Regions from separate parts of the Mus musculus genome. Here region 2 is linked to region 1. Evidence: chromatin contacts called from public HiChIP or PLAC-seq data. All regions are on one chromosome and are shown on one strand. The core of a region is the stretch at or near the end of the contact, and the rest is flanking DNA. Distances in the headings are between cores, read along the strand shown.

Region 1 (3,496 bases), core at 454-2,953:
TGATAACTTTGGACTTCTGATCTTCCTTATCTCCATATCCCAAGTGCTAAATTTACAAATGTGTGCCACAATTCCATGGTGCTGGGAATCAAAGCTAGGACTTTGTGTGCATTACATACGATGGTCCAGCAGATCCAAGATCTTCCTCAGGAAGTGTAACCATGTTGAAAGGAAGGGGCCTCCACTGGGTGGACCCTGTGATGGTTTGAATATGCTTAGCCCAGGGAGTGGCACTAGTAGGAGGTGTGGCCTCGTTGGAGTGGGTGTGGCCTTGTTGGAGTCAGTGTGTCACTGAGGGCCCTCATCCTAGCTGCCTGGAAGCCAGTCTTTTCCTGTCTTAGGAACAAGATGTAGAACTCTCAGCTTCTCCTATACCAGGCCTGCCTGGATGCTGTCATGCTCCCACCTTGATAATGGCCTGAACCTCTGAGCCTGTAAGCCAGCCCCAATTAAATGTTGTCCTTTATAAAAATTTGCCTTGGGGGCTGGTGGGATGGCCCAGAGGGTAAGAGGATTGACTATTCTTCCAAAGGTCCTGAGTTCAAATACCAGCAACCACATGGTGGCTCACAACCATCCCTAATGAGATCTGACGCCCTCTTCTAGTGAGTCTGAAGACAGCTACAGTGTACGTATGTATAATAATAAATAAATTAAAAAAAAAAACCAAACAAACAAACTTGCCTTGGTCATGGTGTCTGTTTATAGCCGTAAACCCTAAGACAGAGCCTATGGAATTACTCTTGTTTTGTTTTGTTTTGTTTGGGTTTTTTCCTTTTCTTTTTGTTTGTTTTGCTTTGTTATTTGTCCCTGAGACAGGGTTTCTCTGTGTAGTTCTGGCTGTCCTGGAACTCGTTTTGTTGTAGAACAGGCTGGCCTTGAACTCACAGAGATCCTCCTGCCACTTCCTCCTGAGTGCTAGGATTAAAGGAATGAGCCAGCACTGCCCAGCTTCTATTTTCTTAGAGTTTGTTTTTTGGACAGGGTATCAGGTTGACCTTGAACTTGCTAAGTAGCCAAGGATGGCCTTGAGCTTCTGAGCCTTCTGTCTTGGTCTTGGAGTTTTGGGGCTCAACCCCTGACCTTCATACACTGTAGGCGAATACTCTACCAATTGACCTATATCCCTAGTTCTTTCATAGACTTTACTTAATATGGCTGGATCACAAAATCATATAAATCAAAAGAATAAAAGGTAGCATTAAAACTATATATATATATTCTAATATATATTTTATTATAATATATATATTATATACATATGAAAACAAACAACCCAATCAAAAAATAGGCTAAGGAGAATTTCTCAATAGAAGAAATACAGAGGAGGGCTGGAGAATATCTCAATGGTTCAAAGCACTGGCTTGCTCTTCCAGATGACCTGGGTTCCATTCCTGGCACCCGCATGGTGTCTCACATTCGTGCATTAATATCTGCACACCACATGCCTGGTGCATGCAGAGGGCAGACCAGGGCATTAGGTCCCTAGGACTGGAGTTCCAGCTAGCTGTGAGGCACCACATGGGTGCTGGGAACCAGTCCTGGTCGTCCAGAAGAGCAGCTAGTGCTCCTAACTGCTGAGCCATCTTGAGAGGAAAGCACTGAAAGCCTGTGTAGGAAGGGTCCTGCTAAGAGAGTGAGGGGCTTATTCCTAGAGAGTGGTAACAAAAGGAGCTGCAAGGACTGGGGTGTGGCTCAGTTGTAGAGAGCTCTTCTAGCAGGGGGAAGGCCTGAGCTTCGGGAGAGTAGGATTTGGCCTTTAACATCAGGAGGGCTCGGAATAAACTTGGCTTCCCAGTGAGATAGATAAAGGTATGCGCCTCCTTCACTAGTGATGAGTGGGTCTAGCTTATGCCTCAATCTCTTATACTACAAACGGACAACAGAAGTGCAGATCTTTGTTGAGGGAATGCTTGCCACCAGGGTTCTAACTAGTACTAGCTAGTTCTAACTAGTACCGTTTGCCTTTACCCTTTCCCTGGTTTTCTGTTTTCTTTTTTTCTCCTGTGTATTTGTATTTGATGTTTACCTCTCCGGTGGACACTGAGATTGGTCCCTTTCCACTCTCTTGCTTGAACAGAGCTGAAGAGGAGCCAGTCTCTTCGCTGTAAAGACCCCACGCTACCAACAATTATGGTTGACAAAATCTGTCCGCTGAGGCGACTTCAGCGTAAGAGTGTGAGTGTGTCCTAGTTACAATTTCTTTCCCATAGTAGAGATTTACAACAGCAGCAGGTATGACTTCCCATTTCCGTTGCTGCCCGACTCCCTCCTGTTGTGTCTTAATCAAAGATGCTCCTGCCATTGACCAGTTCCCACTGTGGTTATTCAGGGTGCTTTATCTTCAACTGGGTGCTAAACCATCCTCAGACGCCTTTCATTATATCCTTATATTCTGCCACCAACGTTATTCCTTAAGTATCTTTAGATTTAGTTTAATAGATCATTTGCTTTTGAGAAAACAAAGTACTAATTATGGTGCTTTTCTTTTTAGTATAGAGAATCCAATACTCAGATTTTCATGGGCACATTTGGGTTACAATTTTTTTAAAAAAGAATTATTTGTTTTATGTATATGAGTACACTGTATGTAGCTGTCTTCAGACACACCAGAAGAGGGCATCAGATTCCATTACAGATGGTTGTGAGCCACCATGTGGTTGCTGGGAATTGAACCCAGGACCTTTGGAAGGGCAGACAGTTCTCTTAACCACTGAGCCATCTCTCCAGCCCCCTGTGTTACAATTTTTTCAGGTGGGCTTAAGAGATAGCACTAGGCTACAATTTGGTAATTTATTTTGTATCTCAATAAACTGAGGTCACCAGGCATTCTTGTGGGACATGTGTACCTTAAGGTGATGGAGATTTATTGGTGATGAGAGCCAAAAGACTGGAGACGGGTGCTGGGCAGGAACCAGGATGGAAGGATGTGTCAGTTGATGAAGTTCTTGATGTTAGTGTTCAAAAAAACTTTTTAAATATTTATTTATTTATTTATTTATTTATTTATTTATTATATGTAAGTACACTGTAGCTGTCTTCAGATACTCCAGAAGATGGCATCAGATTTCATTACAGATGGTTGTGAGCCACCATGTGGTTGCTGGGATTTGAACTCAGGACCTTTGGAAGAACAGTCGTTTGCTCTTAACCGCTGAGCCATCTCACCAGCCCTAGTGTTCAAATTTTACTAACGGTACTAAAAATAATAAACAAAAAAGCAAAACTATTCCTAGCATTGGTATTTTAGTTTAAAACATTGAGGAAAGTACAAATAACATTTTTCAAAGGCCTATAGATAGCCTTAAATATTCAGAAGATGGAAGCAGGAATATCACAAGTTCAAGGCCTGTGTGGGCTACAGAGTGCTGTGAGGGTTAGCCTGGGCAAATAATCAAGACCCCATACTAACGAGAAAGTGGGGTGAAGAAAAAGACACTGAAAAATCAGAGAAAATGATGGAAGGAGGGAAAGTCCCTGGTACTATTTTGGCAAT
Region 2 (3,217 bases), core at 461-2,960, 110 kb after region 1:
CATGCCCCCATTGTTCTTTCTTTCTGAGCCTCATGTGGCCTAGGTTGGCCCCAAACCTACTGATAGAAGATGCTGACTCCTTATTCTCTCCTCCCTCCACTTTCTTAGGGCTGGTATTCCAAGAGCAGGCAGGTACACCCAGCCGTGAGTCAGGGCTGTTTCTCCTAACATGGTTAGAGATTTTTAGTTGCTATCAGATGGTTGGTTGGTTGATTTTAGACAGTCTTCTTTGTCTCTTGAACTGGCCTTCACCTGTACTTCTCTATGTAGCCCAGGCTGGCCTTGAATTCCCTCAGCCTGATTTGTTACTGAGATTTTTGTCTCTAGACTTGTCCCTTTTCCCTTTCTGAAGTGAGAAAGCAATGAGCATTGACTAAATAGCGAAACAGATATCTTCCTATTCAACAAGAACAAGAGAAACGGGGACAAAGGGAGGTTATAGATACGGTATCAAAAATGAGGGGAAGAAAGTGCTGGAGAGATGGATCAGCAGGTGAGGGCGTTAGCTATTCTTCCAGAAGACGCCAGTTCAAATTCCAGCACCCACATGGCAGCTCACAACTGTCTGTAACTCCAAGATCAGCACTCTCACACAGACATACATGCAGGCAAAACACCAATGCACATAAAATAAAGGTAAATTAAAAAAAAAGATTTTAAAAATGAGGTGCTGATAAGGGTGATGGGTAGTGAAGATATTTATTCATCTCTTTTCTGGGAACCTTAAGGCAGTCTCTTTTTGTTCCTTTTATAGTTCCCTGCCACGGTTACCATGGCAATTGTCAACAGGCATCGTGCTGGAGAGTATGCCATTTAGCCGGCAGATAGATTACAATGCGGTTAAATGTTGTCTGGCTGTTGCTCTGGTGGCCATTTTAGGTGCAGACAGTTTCTGCTCATACACTTTCCTGAAGCCCCGAACATTTTGTCCTCAAAATGCACTAAGATCAGAAACACAGTCAGGCTGTGCTTGGGGCGACAAAATAGGAGCCGTTTTCCTGCAGCAGGGCCATTTGGGTCAAGCCCACCTGCGGTAGGCTCTGCTCCATATTGAAAATCACCGCAGCTGATGGGATACATGTGCTATCTTGACTAGACTTTTTTCTAGGCAATGTTTGGATGGTACCCAGCACCTCATATGTTCAACAAATGCTCCCTCACACCATCCTGCCTAGTGTGCCTGAACCGCGCTCAGGAAACGAGTAATGTTGAGGAGTAAACCTATGATAAATGTGAGATTTTTGTTTGTTTGGTTTTGGTTGCTACTGAGCTAATTACTGGCTTTGGGATGGGGCCTGGGCACCGGGAAAGCGCAGGGAAGGAAGCGAGAGAGGCTGCAAATTTGTTACCAGTGATCAACTCAGTCACGAACTCAGTCATGCCTACGTAGTGAACATTCCACAAAGACCTGAGTTCGGAGAGCCATGAGATAGATGGCTGGCTGTTCTAAGCACCTGGAAGCTGGCTTTCCCTCAAACCCCTGTCTTGACTATGCCCTGAGCCCTGTGCGTCCCTTCATCTGTTACCTAGTTCTACAGTAAGCCAGCAAGCCTGTTTCCTTACTTGCAACACCAGCAGATTAGCCAAACAGGAGGAGGGAGGCACAGCTGGTGTGGTGGTTTGAAAGGAAATGACCTCCAGAGGCTCACAGGGCGTGGCCCTATGAGGAGGTGTGGCCTTGTTGGAGTAGGTGTGGCCTTTTTGAGGAGGTGTGTCACTGGGGGAAGGGGGAGGAGCTTTGAGTTTCAGAAGCTCAAGACAGGCTCAGTGTGGCTCTCTCTTCCGGCTGCCTGCCAATCCGGATGTAGAACTCTCAGCTACATCTCCTTCACCATTTCTGCCTGCATGCAGCCGCGCTTCCCACTATGACGATAACGGACCTCTGAATTGTAAGCCAGCCCCAACGAGACTTTTTCCTTCATAAGAGTTGCTGTGGTCACCACGGTGTCTCTTCCCAGGCACCGTGAGCCTGAATAGCACTGACTAGCACAGCTGAGTTGTAGTTGGTTAGAAGCACAACTCAAAAACGATCCATAGCGACTGGCACGGGATGTGGGGAGCCTGGGACCAAAGTGTCTTCAACGTGTGGGATCTGACACGGTGACCGGCTGAATGGTGTCATATCCAAAGTGAGTTGCAGGACTGAGCTGTTGTCTGATTCGGGGCCTACTCGTGACTGGCTGTATAGATCCTGCCCGCCTCCCCACCCCACCTGCACGCACCTGTTCACAGATGTTTTCCGTGATGATTGATGACTAAGCAGAGAAAGAACTTTGATTATTTTGTCCTCTCAGATAACCTCTAAATATGTCTCCCCTAGGGGGAGACAGTAGGGCCTTCAAGATGCTTTAGCAGGTAAAAGCCCTTGCTGGGCAGGGCTGACAAGCGGAGTTGGAGCCCTGGAACCCATATACAAGTGGAAGGATAAATCGTCCTGAAGCTGACCTCTGACCTCTACACGTGTGTCATGACACATTTGCACACTCTTCCCTTTATGACTTGAAAAAAAAAGTCAGGTGTCAAGAAGGAGTGGCTGCTGTTGGCACCCCCTTCTCTGCCCACCCTGGAGACAGGGTCTTACTGTGCAGCCTAGGCTGGTCTTGATCCCCCTGCCTCAGCATCGCAAGGATTACAGCTGATCCATCATGCCCAGCTTCCCCTTCCATTGTCTGAGGAAGCGGTTCTTCACCTGTGGTCGTATATCAGATATCCCACATATCAGATATTTATATTATGATTCATAACAGCAGCAAAATTACAGTCATAAAGTAGCAACGAAAATAATTTTATGGTTGGTGGTCACCACAATATGAAGTGTATTAAAGGGTAGCCGCATCAGGAAGGCTGAGAACCGCTGATCAGCGTTTGGACAACAAATTAAATAGTCAGCCAAGGTTTAAGGTGGGCTGTTCTGTTGTTGTTTGTTTTGTTTTAACATGGAAAGCCTTAGGGAGGCCCACCATTAGAGTCAAGCTGACCTACAGGGGAGAGCTGCAGATGTTCCCGCCCTTCCTCTGTAACAGCCGTTCTCAACCTTCCTAATGCCACGCCCCTTTGATACACTTCTAGAATCATATTGTGGTGACCCCCCTCAGCCACAAAATTACCTCACTGCTACTTCATAACTGTCGTTTTGCTACTGCTATGAGTTATAATGTAAGTATGCTTTCGGATGGTCTTAGATGACCCCTGTGAAAGGGGGTCGCGACTCACAGGT

Evidence for each region. HiChIP or PLAC-seq counts read pairs in DNA pulled down with a chosen protein or histone mark.
Region 2: a contact with region 1 is called in an H3K27ac HiChIP or PLAC-seq map of embryonic stem cells, with 23 read pairs. The contact joins two enhancer-like sites. A contact is called at or near these places in 1 of 15 datasets of contacts at CTCF or cohesin (CD8 T cells), 6 of 484 Hi-C or Micro-C datasets (the AML12 cell line, the G1E-ER4 cell line, astrocytes and 2 more) and 8 of 115 datasets of contacts at active chromatin or transcription factors (CD8 T cells, the NIH/3T3 cell line, embryonic stem cells and 2 more).

Annotation. Positions count from the first base shown.
Region 1 is chr1:136,596,753-136,600,248 of GRCm38.p6, forward strand. No RefSeq gene overlaps it. Among named protein-coding and RNA genes, the nearest start is that of Zfp281, 26 kb to the right of the region's middle. Within about 2 kb of position 1,704, at least 8 of the 459 cell types and tissues checked have an H3K27ac peak or open chromatin away from gene starts, as enhancers often do. A contact at or near this core is called in embryonic stem cells, where this site is marked.
Region 2 is chr1:136,705,876-136,709,092 of GRCm38.p6, forward strand. All of the region lies in intron 2 of Platr22 (pluripotency associated transcript 22), which reads left to right. Among named protein-coding and RNA genes, the nearest start is that of Platr22, 11 kb to the left of the region's middle. Within about 2 kb of position 1,711, at least 73 of the 459 cell types and tissues checked have an H3K27ac peak or open chromatin away from gene starts, as enhancers often do. A contact at or near this core is called in embryonic stem cells, where this site is marked.